Linked DNA regions of Gossypium hirsutum: all the other regions are linked to region 2. Evidence: chromatin contacts called from public Hi-C data. All regions are on one chromosome and are shown on one strand. The core of a region is the stretch at or near the end of the contact, and the rest is flanking DNA. Distances in the headings are between cores, read along the strand shown. Region 1 holds the start of LOC107962707 (acid phosphatase 1). Region 2 holds the start of LOC107962718 (hexokinase-1). Region 3 holds the start of LOC107962710.

Region 1 (4,208 bases), core at 1,452-3,951, 220 kb after region 2:
CTATTTCGATTCGACCTCCGTTAATATTATCCGGTATAACACCTAAAAGCTCGTAGCATACGACTCCCCAATCAGTAGATGATGCGGACTCGATGACTGCGTACCCGTCCACCAGCAATCCCAATTGCAAATCCACGTCTTCCACAGTGATAGTACACTCTCCGCATGGAAGATGAAAAGTGTGCGTCTCGGGTCTCCACCTCTCTATCAACGTACTGATTAGTTTCGGGTCCAACTTGCATCCCCGGTCTATCGTGGCCACGTGCCAAAATCCCGCTTCCCGCAAGTAATTCTCGATCAACTGCAATGATGGACCAAACATATTACGGATGTAGCATTGCAACACCTAATCTACAAACTATTATAAAAATTTATAAAAAAATTAATTAAAATTGCATAAATTAATTAATGCAAACATCATAAATGAAAAACAAATCAAGCAGTATTGAAATTTTAATTATAATTGCATAAATGAATAAAATATCAAATAGTATTGCAAATTTAATTAAATTTACATAAATTAAAAAATATCGAATAGTATTGAAATTTTAAAATTATCACTTACCATTGTCATTTGATCAATGGAGATGTGCTTATTATCGAGATGGATTAATTCTCCGGCTATTGCTAATAAGATTGGATTTTTTTAATTTAAAAAAAAATTAAATTCAAAAAAATTTAAACAAAGAATTTTGATAGAATTTTGAGAAAATTTTAATGAAATTTGATAGATTTTTGAAGGGAATATTGAAAGAATGTTGAGAATTATGAGAGAATTGTGTGAAAAATAAATGAAGGGAAAGGAATTTTGAGAGAATTATAGAAATTGTGAGAGATTTGTGTGAAAAAATGATTTGGGGGGCCTTTTTATATATTTTTTTGGACCGTTGGAAGCCAACGGTTAAATTTTTGACCGTTACAGTGGCAAAACGCTTCTCCGGGGGAGCGTTTTGCTGATGTGGACACTAAAGCGCGCTGACGTCAAAGCGTTTTCAGGGAAAATAGCCTAATCCGGTAAATAACCTAATAAACGGCCTAGTTCTATTATTAATGTTTAAAAACAGGCTTTTTAGGTAAAATGACAGAAAATAAGCAAGAAAAAAATATTTATTATGTGAGCAATTGAGAAAGTAGAAATATATGGGAGATGTTTGGGTAAAAGCCAAGGTTGTGATTACCCAATCAATAATTCTTCCAACTCTTAAAATATTAAGTTAATTTAGATATTTAATTTGGTTATTATAATTTATGAAACGAATATGCATGTTTCTATTATTATATATTTGGAATTTTTAATTTATTTTTTATAATTAAATTCAGAACGACAAAATTGGTAAAAAACCTTACAATAGCCGCACCCCTGCCTCTATTAATTGTACGGTTGATTTCCTTTCTAAATCGAGATTTTAATAGCGTTTCTCTTTTTAGACGCCTATCCATGAGGTCCTCAACAATATTTGTGTTAAACTAATGACCACCCACAACAATGCATTTTGTTATATTTGGATAAAATATTAATTTTATATTTCAAGTTGATATCATCCATGGATAAGTTTAATATTAACATGATTGTTTGAATGATGTATTAATTCAAAAAAAAAAGTCAATTGAATTTATATTTTTTAAATTTCTTATGAATTTTTTACTAATTTATTTGATAGATGAACTGCAAACCTAACTCTGAAAAACTTTCAATATCAATCAATAGTGTCTAGGTTGCTTTTGCATTTACGGAAGCTATTGTTTCAATCTTAATAGCCTAGGATCGTTTCAAATTATTATTTGTTATGCTTCATATAGAAATCACGAAAGGGAAAGTTGGCCAATGATACCACTCGTCACACCACATCATAATTTATTAAACTCAGCACAAAATATGCCTAATTTGATCAATTTTAAATTTTAATCTTTATATTTAAAAAAGTTGAAAATTAAATCTTTTTTATCTTTTTCATTTTAAAATATCAACCCAATCACTAAAATAATAAGTATTTCAATCAAAATTTTGTCAACTTGAATTTTTTTACTAAACTATAATTACATGACATAACATATGATTGATAGGAAAATAAACATGATAAATTGATAATTTTTGACAGAAACTATCAATAGCAATAATGTTTGAATTAAAATTTTTAAATTGAAAAAGTATAGATTGAATTTTTAACTTTTAAAGTATTGGGACTAAATTCTAAATTTTATACAAGTATAGGGACTAATAGCATATTTTAACCTTACCATAAATACAAATTCTAAACAATGATTGGAAAATGAAGGGTTAATATGTAGTTTGCTCCCTAAACTTGTCCATAAGTACCTAGTTGATACTTGAGCTTATATTTTATCACTCAAGTTGGTACTTTCGCATTAATACCGTTAGTTTATACTGATGTGACACTAATGGTCAATCTAACAATGACATATAACAATTTCTCAATACGCCATGTGACGAGTATCAATTAAAAAAATTAAAAATAGATTAATTAATAAAAAAGAGTATAATTTTTTTGTCTAAGTTCATTCTTATTGTAAAAAAATATTTTTTATTAATTTATATATATTTTAAAGTTATTTTAAAATTTTAAATTTATTTATCACGGGCATACTAAAAAATTATCACATGTCACCAACAAATTAATTATCAGTGTCACGTGAGTATAAATTAACGGTATTAGTACATAAATACAAACTTAGGTGAAGGAAATACAAATTCAAAAAACAGTGAATTCTAAAAAAATTCAAATTACTAATTATGTAAATTTGGAGAAACTCATGTGGAAACTATTAACCCAAAAATGAATGGTTAAAATGTGAAGAGAACCAACAGTTTTCACAATAAATTATAGAAACTTTTTCTCACAATCAATGAGCCACTGCTTGGGAGAGGTAACGAAAAAGAAAAAAAAACACTCTCCCTCCTCAAATACTGAATTCAACTTCCAATGGCGTCTCAGCCCCTAACCTTCCTATTCTTACTCCTCGTCACCACCTCCGTTCTCGAATCTTCGGCTTCTTTTGAACCCAATATCCGCCTCCCGACAACGGCAACGAGCGTTCCTCGATCCAACATTGACGACGACCTTTACTGTGCCAGCTGGCAGTTAGCCGTCGAGACCAATAACGCAGGAAGTTGGGCCGCAATCCCCTCCCGCTGCGTTCCTTTCGTCAGAGCTTATATGACCGGTCAACGCTACGCTTCCGACTGCGAGGTCGTCGCTAATTACTCCCTCGCTTACGCTTCCACCGTCCAGATCGCATCCGACGGCAAAGACGCCTGGGTCTTCGACGTCGACGAGACTTTGTTGACCAATTTACCCTACTATCGGGATCACGGGTTCGGGTATGTACGTCAACCCTGCCCTCTTTTTTTTTAACACCATGAATCGGATAAGATTCGAATGAATGCGCTTTCTTTGCTTTTGGTAGGATTAATGGTATAGAAATCACGGGTTCGGGTATGTACGTCAACCCTGTCCTCGTTTTTTTTTAACACCATGAATCGGATAAGATTTGAATGAATGCGCTTTCTTTGCTTTGGTAGGATTAATGGTATAGAAATCACGGGTTCGGCTATGTACGTCAACCCTGTCCTCGTTTTTTTTCTTAACACCATGAATCGGATAAGATTCGAATGAATGCGTTTTCTTTGCTTTTGGTAGGATTTATGGTATAGAAAAAAAACACACGCCCAGATTTGTCTTGGCTTGGAAGGTTAGATGGCCTTTCTTGGTCAACCATAAATGAGGAAACCAGTCGCAAATTTTTAACATTAAATAATGCTAGAGTCCCTATCGGATGCATGATATGCTCTCTTCTTCTTGGCAAGATAACTTTTGATATGATTATGAATCAGGCGATCATTAAGTTATGATTATTAAGGTAACCTCAACCATTGTCCTATTAAAATTGGATATTTGAGTAAGGAAATTGAAAATTATTGTATACTCTATTCTTTTTTCTTGAATATAATGACTAAATTTAGAGGTTAAAAAAAGTGATTTTGCTACTTAATATCCTTTGATATTATTTAAAATTAGTTAAGACTTTTTTTTTTTGAAAGAAAAATTAGTTAAGACTTAAAGATTATATAATATGTTATTTATACTTATGCATTTGTATTGAATACCCTTCTTGGCAATTTCGTTCTCTCATGATTTTCAATGCATTGGTTTGAAATAAGAACTTTATATGGGGTTTTACTTATGCTA
Region 2 (4,767 bases), core at 1,270-3,769:
ACTTTATTTACCATTTAATTTGAAAAACACTTATCAACCCAAATCTTGATTTCAAATAGAAAAATTTTATAAACAAACAACTTTTCAAACCAAACCTTGATTTTGAACTGCGATTTTAATCCAAAGTTAAAATTTTTAGCTTTTGGCTTTTGAGTGTACTTTTCAATGAAGTTACCTTTTATCCTCCCATTAAATCTTTAACTTTACAACATCATGTCTAAAATTAATATTTTATCTTCTCAAAATCACTTTTTGATAGTAATGATAAACACTAATAAACTTTTCAAAGACACTTTTTCACAACATTTTTCAAGAATACTTTTCAACCTCAATAGTGAACTAACCCAATAGGTTTAAAATTTGTCTCTGGACTTACTAAGAAGTGCTGACTATAGATGATATTTCATTTATTAAAAAAATGAAAAAAAAACCTAACAAACAAAGTTGTAAGAGAAAAAAAATCTGAATAAATAATTTTAAAATATAAAAAGATTTAAATAATATATACAAATAAATAGATCACAACCCAAATCTTCTAAGGGCAACAACCTAGACTCATTGGTTCTTCCAATACAATAAAAAAAAATTAAACCTCTGTTAGAACTTAAAATCACTATTTGTTATTACCTTGTTGTCTGTCAGCACCAAATACTTGTAAAGTTTAACATTTGTTTTGAATGGAATTTTTTTAAATAAATGGGAAAGCTTTGAACTTTTTTTTAAAGCTTTTAGAACAAAGTAAACAAATAGAAGTGTTTTTTGGGGGAAAAAATATAAGTTAGAAATAAAAATGAAATTTAACTTGAATCTAATTGGTTTTAAAAAGTGAGTTGTATTTGAATTGGGGTCAATCATGTTTCAAATTACAAATTTAATTGGGACCAATTCATGTTTAAATTTATAAACATTATATGTATAAAGTTAGAATATTTAGTAATACATGTTAAAGGAAAAAGAAATTTGGCCCCTCACCTTCTATTTAGCTCCATCCATGTGCATGTGTGCAACATAAATCCATGGTATGTTCAATTTTATTCCCGATGTTTTTAGAAAGTGGTAGGAAAATCATATAGGGTACCAATATTTGGATGTGCATCTCACATGAGTATTAAATATAGGTAGGTAGCTAAAAGAAAAAGGGGAAGTAGGAGAAACATAGAATCTGTGGCAACCCACTCTAATATCTATATTTGACATCAGCACGTAGAGATAGAATGAAAGGCAGGAAGCATGGAGTAGAATGCAAAGGAAGCAGCTATAACCCAAAACCCCAAATAAACTTGATAAGTAAAAAAGGTATCAAAGGTTTTGGAAGGTAAGCTAAATATGAAAAGGTGAGTTATTTTTATCCCATGAATTGAAAGCAAAAAGGTAGGTATTGATGGGACAAACAAGAATACTAAAAGCAGCACTTGTTTGTAGACAAAACTAACCCATAAATCATCTTTAGAACAAAACAAGCATAAAGTTGATAAGCATGCAGAGTTGATAACACAACAAAAGCCATCATAAGTGGAATCCAACACATCAGTTACTCAAAGTAAATTTCGAAACTACTAAATTTTTACCCTTTGGGTATAGAAAGTTCAATTCAGGGCATCTAATGAATTATCAATCTCCTTAACAGCAAATCCGAATGGACCATAGTGTGAGTAAAATCAAAACCACTAATCTCTAAAGCTTTTTCATCTCACAAACTAGTTAAATGTCAATCATGAATTAAACTTTTCTACAAATTTTCCTCTCTCTTTTATTTATTTATTTATTATTATTTTTTTGAAATAGAGCTCATAATCAGAGTTGATCAATCAAGAGAATTCCAGAAGTATTGGAACTTAAAATTTTAAGGAAAGAAAAATAGAAGTTGAATGGTTAAGTTACCCAGTGGGAAGATTATCTACATAGCTGATGATCATCTTGAGCTTGCTGCCACCCTCTGATGCGAGCCCGGCGTGCATCTCAACGGTCATGGCATCAGCCACCTGTTTAAGCTTCGAACTTGGGGTCCCACACTTTTCCTCAAACTCCGTCAGTATAGACAACGCCCGGGCCCACTTCCCCGAACTCTTTATCCTGTGACGCACCACCAGCGCCGCTGCTGCACACACAGCCGCCGCGCACACCACCGCCGCCCCTACTGCCACTTTCCCCATCACCACCGCAACACCAATCAAACAAGAGGAAAAAAAGTACTTTTAAGAGTTGTACGGATACTCCCCCCCCAAAAAAAAAAAATCCAAGTTTCACTAACTTGGATTTAAAAAGAAAAGGACAAAAGGAGGGAAGGCCTATATCACTGAATTTTTAATTGTCTCGTTATTGGAAAATTCAAAATTTTTGTAGTAGTTATTGGTTTTGCTTCTGCAATGAAGCGGCTTTCATTTGTTTAAAAAAAAGCAAAGAGAAAAGTGACCAAAAATGGGAAGAAGACGTAATTATTTTGTTATTTGGTATAAAATAAAAAAAAAATTGTCTTGAGCTGAGCTTGGGCGAACAAAGAAGAAGAAGATATTTAAAAGTGAGGAGTGGGGATAACGTTGAGAAAGTGGTTTTAAATTACTATAATGACCTTTCCATTCCAAGTTTTGAATATGATTGTATTAAAATTTGATATTAATGAAAAACCCTTTATCTAATGAAGACATGAGTGGACAGGTGTCAGGTTTATGATATTTAGGAATCTTTCCTTTGTGTAACTCAAGCTGAAATGAAATCATAAAGATTAGAGATGAGAAAGTGTTTGGGGATTAGTATGAGTTAATCCATGGGTTTGAAAGTAGAGTTTGGTTGGAAATAAGTACAACTACATCAACGTCTCATCAAACTGGGATTCATAAATGTTGTTGCCAACTTGGTGGTTTTATTAGTCACCCAATTTCACTAAGCCACATGGTTTGGATGATCCCATATAATTTATTCCTTCTTTCTTTGCTTTATTATTTTGTTGGAGAATAAACTACGGTATAAAATTATAATTTTATTCAATAAGAGAATGATATATTAGATTTTTTTTTAATTTTTAGTTTTTTTTCCCTTTGAAAAAATTTAAATTCAACTGAAAATACTAAAAATCAAGAGAAAAAAAATTTGATTTGACATTTTCCAATTAAAAATAGATATAGATGACGTGGAATTACAGTTCTATATAATCCCTTCTCTTAATTAGAGATCACAAGCTAATTGTTTAGCAATTAAACACTTGTTTATAAGGAAATATAAATTTCTAGATACATATGGTTACTACTTACCTCTACTTTATCATTGAGGTAAAAAAGTTTCTAAAAAGAATTTGAAAGTATTTACTATTGCTGTGAAAAAAATATTTTTAAGAAATAAAATGATAATTGTAAACATAATATTGTAAAGTAAAAGATCTAATGATGGATAAAAATATAACTTTATTAAAAAACATTTTTTTCTAAAGCCAAAAGCTAAAATTTTTGGCTTTTTGACTTGGGTTAAAATCCCATTTTAAAGTCAATGTTTGGTTTGAAAAGGTATTTCTTTATCCAAATTTTTAGTTTAAAATTAAACAAAGTCTTAATAGAGTGGAGATACATTTTTTTTAAAATGTAAAAACTATAAAAATAATAAAATTAAAATTTTTTGAAAATCTTCACTAGTAATTTATTAATGTAATTCCTCTAATTCATGACTTGGATGAAGTTATTGATCTCCCGCTATTTTTAGAATCAAATTGAATTAGTCAATCGAACTATTGGATTAGAAATCGATTGAGATACTGATTTAGAATAAGGGGTCAGATTGGTTAACTTGTGAATCGATTGAACAGGTTAAACCGACAGTTGAATCTATTTTTCTATTTTTACTTTTTTTTTTTTAAATTTATACAATCGAACCGGACAAATCGAATTTATCTCTAAGAGATTAAGGATATCCTATGAGGGTAACACACTTACGATAAGGTTATTGGACGAGCATTGATCGAGTTGCTTTCGTAATGATATGTCATAAGGGAAAGCTCAGTCACGATACTATAATGGAATGACTTCATTACTAAATTAGTTTATAATTAATAGGTGGTGAAAAGCTGGAACTTATTTATAAATCATTTGAGCCCTAATCACATATATCCAATCGGTCCCTTCGCTATCTTGTTGAAATCAAAAATGAATTGCAAATTGAATAAATTAACAGAAATGGATAGAAATGGGAACATTCAGGAATGAATGTGATTTTCTCACTAAAAATGGAAATGGTTTGAGAATTAATTTGTAACAATCCGTTTTCAGTGGTGTTAAAAATAGTGATTTCGGGATCACAAATCCGACGAATGAGTCCATAAATATTATTATTTAATATTTACGAGTCAAATATAGTATTATATAGAATTGTTATCGGATAATTTTTGCTATTTAAATATATAGTTAAGTACAAGTGGTTTGTCCTTATAATCAAGTGGTTTCAGAAAATGAGGTATCAAAACCTCATTTATATAAACCGAACCCATAACAAATATTTTTATAAAATATTTTCAGAGTGATTATATAGATATATTGAAGTTTGGTCCGAAAATTTTAGTGATTTGATAGCTAATTAAAGAAAAATGATTAAATCGTAAAAGTGGTAAAAATTAATTGGTATTGATTATTATTAACTAAAATGTTTAAATAGTTAAAGTGAGAGGATCTTTATGAAAATTAGACCATAATTTTGATAGGGAACGACATTAGGTGAATTTTATAATGAAATTTCAATTAAAATAAAGTTAAAATAAAATAAATAAAACTTAAAACATAAAAGAAG
Region 3 (4,408 bases), core at 528-3,027, 160 kb after region 2:
TTGATTGTCAGGTTAACTTGGATATGAGGAATGTTCTACTTATCAATAAATACTGATCCATTATATCGATTATTAAATCATCGCTTAAAATTCATTATCGAAACTTTTAAAATACACTTAATAATTTAGTTATTTTGCTAAAAATTTTGAAAAATTTAACCATTTAAATAAAAAGTTTTTGAATAAATGGATTAAAATTTTGTAATTTTTTAAAATTAAAGGAGGAAAAGAAAACTTTATTCAGCTACAATTTACCCTTAAGAGTAACTCTTTATCGTCAAAGAAACAAAGGTTTAATCATTCAAAATCAGTTGCAGAACAAACTATCCAACTCAAACTCAAGAATCGAGAAAACGAGCCACTGAGAGAAAACTATTCATCAGGGCCCCAAAACACAGAGTCTATTATTCCGAACACAAAAACCCCTCAAGCCGGGAAATGTAAGACAACCGGCGGGGAGGGACAGGGAGCATCCAGAACGAAAGAAAGAGAAAAAAGGGCGAGGGGAGAGAAGAAGGTGGGACTGGAGAACCTGGGAAAGGAAGAGCGGCGCCGGCAATGACAAGAGGAAAGGGGGAAAAGGAAGGAGAAGGAAGAAGGAACCAAAAGGTGAAATGCTAGAAACAAAAAATAAGTGGGTGAAAAGCAAGGCTTATGATCCATGATTGAAGTTTACAGTTTCTTGTTAAAATAAAATTTGGTTGTTCACACTTGATTATTACCTGCTCTGACAAGAAGAGAACAATGTAGCTCACAAGACAATGTTTTTGCAATAACATATCCTATTTCAGAATCAAGAAAAATTCATTGGGAGAGCCAAATTTTTTGGTATAAACCATCGTAGTTGTACTTGGATGCCATGAAAAAATGCACACGCATATGGATTTAAACCTTCAAAACCCCTTGAGGAACAAGGGTTATAAATTCATTTAAATCCTCTGTAAATCTACAACTAGAATTATAACCCCCAAAAAAACAAATACAGCTATACATTCAAACCCCATCTCTCTTTGCTGCATTGCACAATCAACTCAATCCCTATTCACTACACTACTACTACTCTTACCTAGAGAAGACATGAAACAACCTCGACTGGAACAACCCTTCTTTGATATGGTAGCCTTAGGGCTATATGACTTGTTTTTATGACCACCAAGTCCCCATCCATAGCTCTTACATGATTTCATCTTGGATCTAATATTTAAAGGACCCAACACTTTCTCTGGAAGGTCTTCTATGCTCCTCACGCTTGCTAAAGATGTGAATGATTGAGACTTCCCTTCATAATATTTAGAAAGCCCTCTCCTGCAATTCCATTTATTTATATATATATTGATCAAACCATTCATCACAACCTACTACTTAATCTCCTAAACACTTGTAGTTTTGTTGAAATTGTTTACCTGATAGGTAATTGAGCCATGAGGTCGGATAATTCATAAAGAGGTCCATTAGATGATGATGATGATGATGTTGCAGAAGATGCATCCTCAACCATGTCTGATGAAGAAGATATTGAATAAATGGAGTTATCTGAGTTTTCTCCAAGGGAGGATTCACTGGATATTAAATCACACGTTTCATCATTATGATTCCCTCTCCCCATCATCATCAAGTTGCCGCACCATGCTTCATTGCAATCCATTTTCTTCAGATTCATAGCTGGAACAATAACAAGAACAAGAGCAAGATCTGATTTCTGAAAACCCTATGTGCAATTTGGTCTTCTAGGAGGGAGCATACAAATCGATATATATATATATATAAAGCTATTGTTAGCTGATAATAATATGTGGTGGTATTTAAACATATAGAATAAGCTTGACCAGTTTATTTATTATTTTAGATAATAATTTCTTTTTGGTTTCTTGTATTCCTTTATTCCAAGATTTGTCATTATCATTTTCACCAAAAGAAGAAAAAGATTTGTCATTATCATCTCCTAATGGTCTAAATTTAATATGGCTTTCCCATTGTACTAGGACATTTGGATAAGATCTAAATTGAAGGCATCCATATCCTAGTCAGTCACCTTTTTCTTTTTTCTTTTTTTTTAATTTTTAGGCTGAAAATGAGGTTACTATCTTTAGCAACTTTGCTTGAAAAAGCTATGACATATTGCACATATTTCCATGTCCCACAACTCCCAAAGAGGCAATCACATTGGTAGAAAAGGCTTCCGATACTTGAGGAATCAGTGTAGGTGCATTTGGAAAGTTCAATATTTTAGTTTTCTTAACAAATTCTTCACAATTTAACTAAAATTTTCAATGACGAGATATCAAAGTTATTACCATGAAAGAATGTACTATTCTTTCTCTTAGTGAATATTACTTCTTCTCTTTCTCTTTTACATAAAAAGATATTAAAACTCTAAAAAGTTGAACCCAAATTTGATTTGAAATAATGGCAGGTAGTGAGTAATAAAGATTTGACCCCATCCACTCCCTAACAACTGTCTTCTAAGTACGGAGCAAGAAAATGGGATGTGGTCAAAAAGCGAACACATAGGAGCCATTTCCCTAGGATAAGAAGGTTGAGTTGGGGACAAAGGCTAATGTGCCACCGCATCACCCCTCACATTCTTATCCATTTTAATCCCATTTAGCTCAGGATCCTAATTTCTCAACCATTTTTGAAAACTCCTAATCAATCTTCTTACTAATATTAAACATTTGGACTAAATTCAAATTTAACACAAATAAGTATAAAAAAAAAATCATCATAATCATATTAGTTATCATTTCAAAGAGTGGGATACATTAGTTTCCTTTCAATTGAGTTGATATTCGAGAATATAATCATCTTTCTCCAATTAATAACTAGATATTATAAAATCTCTGATTCAATTAATATCACAAGCCAATCGCATATCAATTCAATTGAAAAATTACCTAAATTTAAATTTTTATCAAAATCAATTATATTATTATAATAATATTTATATTTTATCTTATAAAATATTACCTAAAATCAATAAAAACTCATGGTACTTTTTTGTATGTGGTCTAATCTAATATATTAAAACTCTCTCTAAAGTTTGATATAGTGACATCTATTTATTGTTTGGCAAGAAATACTTCATGGGAGGATTAAACTTAAAACTCTACCGCGGTTACTTATGTCATAATGTTCTTGCCACCAAATTCAGAGGTTGTTGGCAGTGATTTTAAACTTTTAAATTTAAATAAGTTACTTAATATATAATAAATGAAATGTTTTATTATTTAACAAATAATTATTATTTAATATAAGTGAAATTTTATATATTAAAATATGGATAAACTATATTAGTAGTCACTCAACTATTAGTAAGTGTTTTTGTTGGCCACCTAATTATTCGACTTTTTCTTTATTGGTCACCATGGAAAGATAAAATGATAACTTTTAAAATTGACATACTAACAAATTTAGTCCTCCAAATTCAAAGTTACTTAATTTAATCCTCAAGTATTAATCTTATAAAATTGGTGAAGATCAAATCAATGAAGTTAAGTCATCTCAGCCATTAGTTTCCTATCTAACGGTGAAGAATAGGAGTATCAAGAGAAAATGATGGGAAAATGTGAAAATTATGATTTTAGATTTTTAGATGTTTTTATTTTTAATGTGTATATATATGATCAAATTTAGTTGATACATTTATTTTTTAAAGCTTTTTAGGCGAAATAGTCATAAAGAAAATGTGAAAACGTTGATTGTTAAATTTTTTAGATTCAAGACTAAATTGATACAATATATAAATATTTTAAGGTTAAAGTTATTTTATACTAATTTTAAAAACAAACATGTCACTTTTCCATCAGCCCTCATCACCAAAAGAAAAAAATTGAATAATTATTTTATATTTTTTTATAATTGAATGATAAAATAAATTACTGATAATTGGGTGTTTACCCTAAAAGAAATTAAAGTTATGTGCTAAAAGCGAAGACAATTTAATTATACACCACTTTCCGAAAAAAAACAAAAACAAAAGCACAATAATAGAAGCCTGAACAATGGAAAAGGTTTTAAATGGGAAGGATATTGGCTATTTTTGGATTGGTTAAATTCTGCTATTAATCCCTATATTTTGCAAAAGTTGTAAATTTAGTCATTATATTTTAATTTGGTTACTTTTAGTTTTTTTACTTTTCAAATTTTAAAATTTTAGTCCTCACCAAATGATAACTGTTAAATTCATTAAGTTCTGTTATTTCTAAAATCTAATGCATCAAACATATTATCATATGTTTAATGTTATGTCAACTTGTTATTTCCACATATTCCTCACTAAAAATTCAGTTAATAGATTAACGACTATCATTTTGTGTTGAAACTGAACTTTCAAAATTTGCAACTTAGAATGATTGAATTGAAACATATGGACTAAATCTACAATTGTACGTATAATACATGACTAGTA

Evidence for each region. A called contact is a pair of places that touch in the nucleus more often than the background predicts.
Region 1: a Hi-C map of leaf shows a contact between it and region 2, with 1.7 times the contacts expected there. The contact joins the promoter of LOC107962707 here to the promoter of LOC107962718 in region 2. A contact is called at or near these places in 2 of 34 Hi-C or Micro-C datasets (both in leaf).
Region 3: a contact with region 2 is called in a Hi-C map of leaf, with 2.6 times the contacts expected there. The contact joins the promoter of LOC107962710 here to the promoter of LOC107962718 in region 2. A contact is called at or near these places in 3 of 34 Hi-C or Micro-C datasets (all in leaf).

The regions. Positions count from the first base shown.
Region 1 is chrA06:16,941,028-16,945,235 of Gossypium_hirsutum_v2.1, forward strand. LOC107962707 (acid phosphatase 1) reads left to right here and starts at 2,702. Exons shown (of 3, transcript XM_016899187.2): 1 at 2,702-3,340. The coding sequence starts at 2,943.
Region 2 is chrA06:16,719,882-16,724,648 of Gossypium_hirsutum_v2.1, forward strand. LOC107962718 (hexokinase-1) reads right to left here and starts at 2,520. Exons shown (of 9, transcript XM_016899201.2): 1 at 1,882-2,520. The coding sequence starts at 2,153.
Region 3 is chrA06:16,883,571-16,887,978 of Gossypium_hirsutum_v2.1, forward strand. LOC107962710 reads right to left here and starts at 1,778. Exons shown (of 2, transcript XM_016899190.2): 1 at 1,404-1,778; 2 at 893-1,305. The coding sequence starts at 1,660. The coding sequence ends at 1,032.